Regions from separate parts of the Mus musculus genome. Here region 2 is linked to region 1. Evidence: chromatin contacts called from public promoter capture Hi-C data. All regions are on one chromosome and are shown on one strand. The core of a region is the stretch at or near the end of the contact, and the rest is flanking DNA. Distances in the headings are between cores, read along the strand shown. Region 1 holds the start of Atg7 (autophagy related 7). Region 2 holds the start of Zfp637 (zinc finger protein 637).

Region 1 (3,335 bases), core at 314-2,813:
GGTGGAGGCAAGCTGGAAGCAACAGGAAGTCATGAGCTTTCACAAACCAAGGCCAAAAAAAAAAAATAAATAAAATAAAATAAAATAAAAAATAAACAAATAAACAGTCTATGGGAAAGGAAAAGCCCGAGGCAGAGCCCTCAAGTCTACAAGGCAGACAGGTCTGTTTACCAGTTACATGGGTTTTAAAAAAAGAAAGACAAAGTCAAACCAACATAAAAAGCCACCAAATTAGCACGTTTGAAAGGGAAAGCACATTTGTGACCAGGATTTATAAATAGGATGCCTGATATGGGAGTGAAGCTCTGAGGTGATGATAGAGTATTTGCTGTCAATATGACTCCAAAGTCTCTTTTTTTTTCCCCAGGAACCACTTTCCATTTGTTTACCCCTGTTTCCCCCCTGTATAAGCTATAAGGCACACACACACACACACACACACACACACACACACACACACACACCGTCTTGTAATTTATCCATTAGAAATAGGAAACCCTGGATGTAAAAAAAAAAAAAAAATCAATAAATAGTCCATGATATTATGATGCCCAGCATGCAGGAACACATCAGAAAAACAGGCGTAGTGGTACACACCTGTAATCCCAGGACTCAAGGAGGTGGAAGTAGAAATATAAAAACTCAAAGGCCGGCCTCTGCTTCACTGAGTGTTCAAAGACAGCATGGGGTGCATGGCATTCAGTCTTAAAAAAATAAATTAATTTATACTGGAAAGCTGACTCGACTCAGTGCTTACAAAGACCTGGGTAGGGTTTCCAGCACCCATATCAGGCACAGCTTGCCTGGAGCTCCACTTCTGCTGGGGTCCGCCATGTCTTGTCTCTGGAGGCATGAGACCACACACGCATACACGCACTCAAAGTTACAAATAATTTTAAAGAATTAAATAAAATTGCAGACGCAGGTTGATTCGGTCTCATCTCAAATTCAATTTGGCATGTGCTGGTAATTGAACCCAGGACCCTGGAACGCTGAAGAACCGCTCTGGGACTTAACTACATCCCACACCCGTTTTCCAGTTTGCAAAAGGGTTTGTGTCCGATTGCCTAGGCTGGTTCTAAATAGCAGTTCTCTTGGCTCAGGTTCCCTGCGGCTGGGGTCACCTCTCTCCGCGACCATGCCTGGCTCAGAAACTTTCTGACAAGTGCATTTGCCTCACCAGGCTGATTTCCTATAAAGTACTAATTTGTAATCTCTGGGTCCTTTAAGGGGATGCAGAACCTCTAGTAGAAAAGATTTAATTATGTCCTCCTCATAAGTAACAAGATCAAGTCCCTTCACAGTCCGGGGACACAAGCTTACTCCGTGGCCGGTCCACACACGCCAAAGGCAGCACTTCACAGAATGAGCAACCAGAGGCGCCTCCCGACCCGGAGATCGCAACACTCTCTGCCGGAGTACGAGGGGACCGAGTATAGACAGGTGAAGAATATTCCAGACCAGCCCAAAACTGGCTTCAGCTTTCCTAAGTGAACCCCGCCAGCCCCGGCAGCTGCTCCGCAACCACGGCTTACTTACCGCCGCTCAACTTCCGGCAACCACAGCCCCAGCCGCGCCGCGCGGCCCAATGACGTAATAACCCAGCCCACACAAACGCGGAAGCGCGGCGCGCATGCGCACTACAACAACAACGACAAAAAGGGTCCCCACAACCGCAATAACGGGGCGAAACTAAGGCTAACCTGTAAGCCTTTTGGGGCTTGTAAGGAAGATTACATTTTCCTGCGAGTGACTCTACAGTACTACGGAATTATTATCAAATTCCCAGGGTAGTACTAGAGTACAGGTGTTGAAACAAGGTTTATTTTTATTTTTTGCATTTTTAATTTTTTAAAAAGGTTATGTCCTCCTCATATTTACACTACATAGCCATGGCTGTTCTGGACCTGTATACATATACATCAGTCTAGTCTCGAACTAACAGAGATTGCTTACCTTTGCTTTGCCCCAGTGCTGGGATTAAAAGCTTGCCCAACCAAATATAACTCTGGAAAACCAAATAGAATCTAAAATATCCACCAAGCTACTGCAGCCAGCAACTTCAGTGACTATAAAATCACTTCTTAAGAACCTAATATGGGCCAGACGGTGTGGGATATGTCTTAAATTCCAGCATTTGGGCTGGGCGTGGTGGCACAAGATTTTAATCCCAGCCCTCAGGAGGCAGAGGCAGGCAGATTTCTGAGTTCAAGGCCAGCCTGGTCTACAAAGTGAGTTCCAGGACAGCCAGAGTTATACAGAGAAACCCTGTCTCGAAAAACAAAACAAAACAAAACAAAACAAAAAATCCAGCATTTGGGAGGCAGAGGTAGGTGGATCTGTGAGTAGTGAGTTCTGGGACAGCCAGGGCTACACTATCTCAAACAAAACAAACAAACAAATAAAACGAACAAAAAACTTACTACTGGGAAAACATTTTTTTTTTTGACAGGATAATGAACATAATGAAATGCTCTAGCCTGGGGAGTCTTGCACATGAGTGACTTCCTTAGCGACAAGAGTGTACTTGACTTGATTTAGTTCTATAGTCCAGGATGATCAGAGCTCAAGGCAAGCATCCTGATACCGCATCACCATTGCTGAGATGGCAGTCCACGGACACCTTTCCTGGCACACAGTGCCTTTGGAGTGCCTCTAGGGATTCATCATAATATCTTGGACTATTTATTGATTTTTTTTTACATTAAGGGTTTCCTATTTCTAATGGATAAATTACAAGGTGGTGTGTGTGTGTGTGTGTGTGTGTGTGTGTGTGTGTGTGTGTGTGTGCCTTATAGCTTATACGGGGGGGGGGGCAGAGTAAACAAATGGAAAGTGGTTCCTGGAAAAAAGAAAGAGAGACAGACAGAGAGAGAGAGAGACAGACACTTTGGAGTCAGAGTGACAGGAAATAATCTTAGACTCTGAAAAATAAGAAAAAAAACCCCACAAAATGAGCGTTAGGAAGAAGGCATGAAGTTGGGGAACAAGGAATAACTACTGGAATGGAAGACCACCCTGAACTACAGGTGGGTAAATGTCTCCAGGACCACAACTGGCTACCAATCACAGCTGATCAACAATTTTGCACCCAAGTCATCATCTTGCCCCAAACATCACAGAGAGCAAGATGGAAGGTGTGAATTCCTGCTTCTGATAAGTTTTCTCTGCTTAAGGAGTAACACACAAGACCAGAAAAAAAAAGGCAAATGGGAGCTAGTATAATACAAGAGGGCTGGACCATGCTGTGCTGGATGGACTGTTCCCTCTCCTGGCCAGCCTGTTCTCTGGTGGCTTCTTTGATGGGAGAAGCTAACCTTGGGACAAATGAAAAT
Region 2 (3,335 bases), core at 554-3,053, 3.2 Mb before region 1:
GGATCTGATGCCCTCTTCTGGTGTATCTGAAGACAGCTACAGTGTACTTACATATAATCATAAATAAATGTTTGGGCAGGGTGGGCTGGGGTGGGGGTGGGGAAGATAGCAGGACTGACCAAACAGAAATGAATCTAGGAGCAAGGAGGCAGAGGGAAACAGATAGCAGAGAAGTAGGAGTGCCTACTGTACTGTTAGTCCCCAGGTAAGGGCCGCTCTGCTTGCATTTGGTCTTGATAAAAAATTGGGGTTCTCTACTTTCCAGGCAAGAAGTCAGCACACCAGCCTTCCTGACTGGTGTTAGGAAGAAATAGCTCCAGCTTTCCTTTTCAGCTCCCCTCAAGTTACAAGGACCTAACAAAGAAGGTCTTGTTACCTTCTGGTAATTCTTAGTAGGCTCTTAACCCAAACCACCACTCCCTCCCCCCACCCCCCATGGAATGCTTATTTAAGGATCAAATTCCTGAATCTGTACACTTTGTTTACATAGTGGTACAGTATAATCTTTGTTTCAGTATGTCTGGTCAAAATGCTGGATTCCTAGCTTAATGAATTAGCAATCTGATGGTACGATTTTCTATTTTATTAACCAAATAGCTAACCCTTCTATCCATTCAGTTATATAGCCTGATGTCAAGAAATCTTTGAAGGATTCACTTCCAACTTGGAACACAAGCTATAAAGGGGTCCCCTGTCATGCTGCAAATGCATTCACTTAGAGATATTATTGATTAAAAATAAAGCCAACAAAACTCCCCTGTGATTCACAAAGAAAAGCACATGGTAGCTACTCCCTGGGGCTGGACTTTTTTGTCTCTGGAGTGTCTAGAGAACATGGTTAAGTCAAAATGAGTGAACACGGTAGATACCTGAACTCCTCTACCTGCTAAGAAGTAGCCAACATGCCTCAGCTGTGTCTCCAGACTCCCTGATTAATAGCAGGACAACTGACAACAGGAAATTGTCAAGGAAGAACCTGTTCAAGTCAGAGCAATCAAATTCTTGAAGATATTGAAAGAGAGTGATTTCGTAACACAAAACGCTGCTTTTCCTATCAGAAATGTTACCACAGCTCAGAATTAGGCCCCGAGAGACTTGAATTTTTTGCCTTGTTTCCCTCGGTGTATGCCCTGTAGCAGAACAACCTAACAGCCCCGACTCCAGTTTCTTCTCTTAGTAAACAAGTTAACACTATCTCAATTAGCTAGCTCTCGGAAGAACTGAGGACCAGAAAGTGAGGGATCTCTTACATTTGAGACACGCCCTACAAATCCAAGACCTAAAATGGTGCTTTTTCAGGAGAGAGGGCTGGAGGACAGACAGGGTGATCTGTAGGGTTTGGGAAAAATCTAATGAGGCAATTTAACGTGCGATTAGGAGCTTTGGGTGAGGATGAATTCCCCCCACGCTGGACGCCACTCCCTGCTAGGCTCTCTCCCTAGGCGTGAACTCTGCTCTCCTGGCCTAGCTGGACCTTCCTGTGGCCCCTCCCACGCTCGCGGGGCCCCAGCCTCCCAGGGACCCCGACATTGCAGCAGGACCCTTCCGCAGCACACCGCGGCCCACCCGCTCTCCGACCAGCGCACCCTTGTCTGCGGTTGGCGATTTTGGCCCGGACGGCCAGCCTGGCCTGCTCACGCGCCCTGGCCGGAGCAGCAGGCTCAAGACACAGCCCCCTCTCTCGGGCGCACAGCCCCGGCCTCAGCAACACTCACCGCAGCGGCGCGCGCCCGCAGACAGACAAAGCCGGCGCCGAGCCCGTAGCAGCCGCTGCAACGCTGCGCGTCGCCGGACCACAACTCCCAGGAGCCCGCGCGCGCCCCGAGGCACTGTGGGAAGCGCCGCGACCGAGCTGCGGCAGAAACGCGGTGGCTGCTTCTGGTTGTTGGGGAGCGCCGTCCTGTGGAGGAGCGGTGGTTGAAGCTTGGGAATGCTTATGACGTTAAAACTGCAGAAGACTCAGGGTTCCCTATAGGAGCCGGGACCAAGTATTTCGGACAAAGAATCAGGAATACTCTCTGGTCCGTGTAATAAGTTTTTTTTCACCCAAAAGATGGACGAGGCACTGCAGGACTTCGGAGTTTAGGTACTACCCCGACTAGTTGTACGACCCAGGGCGCTCACTTGTGGGGAGCCCAGGTCCGACGGCTCCAGGACCCCATAGGGCACCTACGCGGGGCCCGGGAGACTTTCTGAGCCAAGGGAACTCGAGGGAACAGTATTCCCTGAGTGGACACTAACATTGTCTTCCTAACTGAAGAAGTTAATGACACAAGGGTTGAGATTTGAACACTCTAAAATTAGTTATTAGAGATGGGAGAGTAGCCCTTTTGGTCCTGAGAGGGGCGTGGATGAAATTGAGCATCCATTCAATAAAATCTCTTTTAAGATGCCTTAAACGTCCATCGACTGCATTTATTTATATGCATTTCTAATAGCCTTTTTTTTTTTTTTTTTTTTTTTTTGGTTTTTCGAGACAGGGTTTCTCTATATAGCCCTGGCCATCCTGGAACTCACTCTGTAGACCAGGCTGGCCTCGAACTCAGAAATCCGCCTGCCTCTGCCTCCCAAGTGCTGGGATTAAAGGCGTGCACCACCACTGCCTGCCTCTAATAGCTTTTCTAAAGGACATTAGTCTCACCCTGGAGCCCTGACTTGACTTCTTTCGTAGTGAGCCTCCCCCAGAGTCTTCCCTTGGTAGATTTAGCTATCCTATTGAATGAAAGAGACCATAAGAAATGTTCCTCTTGCAGTGCCCTTGTTCCTTTCCCAGAATTACATGTGTCAGACTGGATGAAATATTTGACTTCACAGGACATCTCTGTTCTGTGAGACCAGATGTGGGATTAGGACAAGTTTTAGTTGACAAAGCATCGGTAGGAAAAGGGGGCCATCAGGGGAGACAAGAACTCATGTTTCCTTCATAAATCTGCAAAGATTCTCTTAACAGCCTTGAGGACTTGGGTACACGTATTTTTTGGGAAAAAAAGATCCCATTTTGTTTAGTGTGTGGATGTGAGGGGTGTCTTGCTGTGCCTGTGGAGGTCAGAGAATCATTAGTATGAGTGGGCTCACCCTTTCCTACAGGGAATCGAACTCAGGTCATCAGACTTGGCAGCAGGCACTATTACCTACACACCATCTTACTGGCCCAGATCCATTTGATAGAGTGGTTACGATTGGGGTTGAAAGATCAGAGTCCCTAGACACATGGTTCTTGCCAAGATCTTAAATGGGGCATAGTCCTCAGCCACCACCTGCATCTTAACACTTGCATCAGGAAGGGGGGAGGGTGCCGAGTGAGGGCTAGGGGTGAGTTCTGCCAGTGCGTATTT

Evidence for each region. Promoter capture Hi-C pulls out the DNA fragments that hold promoters and counts their contacts.
Region 2: a contact with region 1 is called in a promoter capture Hi-C map of pre-B cells. The contact joins the promoter of Zfp637 here to the promoter of Atg7 in region 1. A contact is called at or near these places in 1 of 39 promoter capture datasets (pre-B cells) and 1 of 484 Hi-C or Micro-C datasets (B cells).

The regions. Positions count from the first base shown.
Region 1 is chr6:114,641,355-114,644,689 of GRCm38.p6, reverse strand. It overlaps Atg7 (autophagy related 7), which reads right to left and starts at 1,563. Exons shown (of 19, transcript NM_028835.5): 1 at 1,540-1,563.
Region 2 is chr6:117,839,649-117,842,983 of GRCm38.p6, reverse strand. It overlaps Zfp637 (zinc finger protein 637), which reads right to left and starts at 1,803. Exons shown (of 3, transcript NM_177684.3): 1 at 1,716-1,803.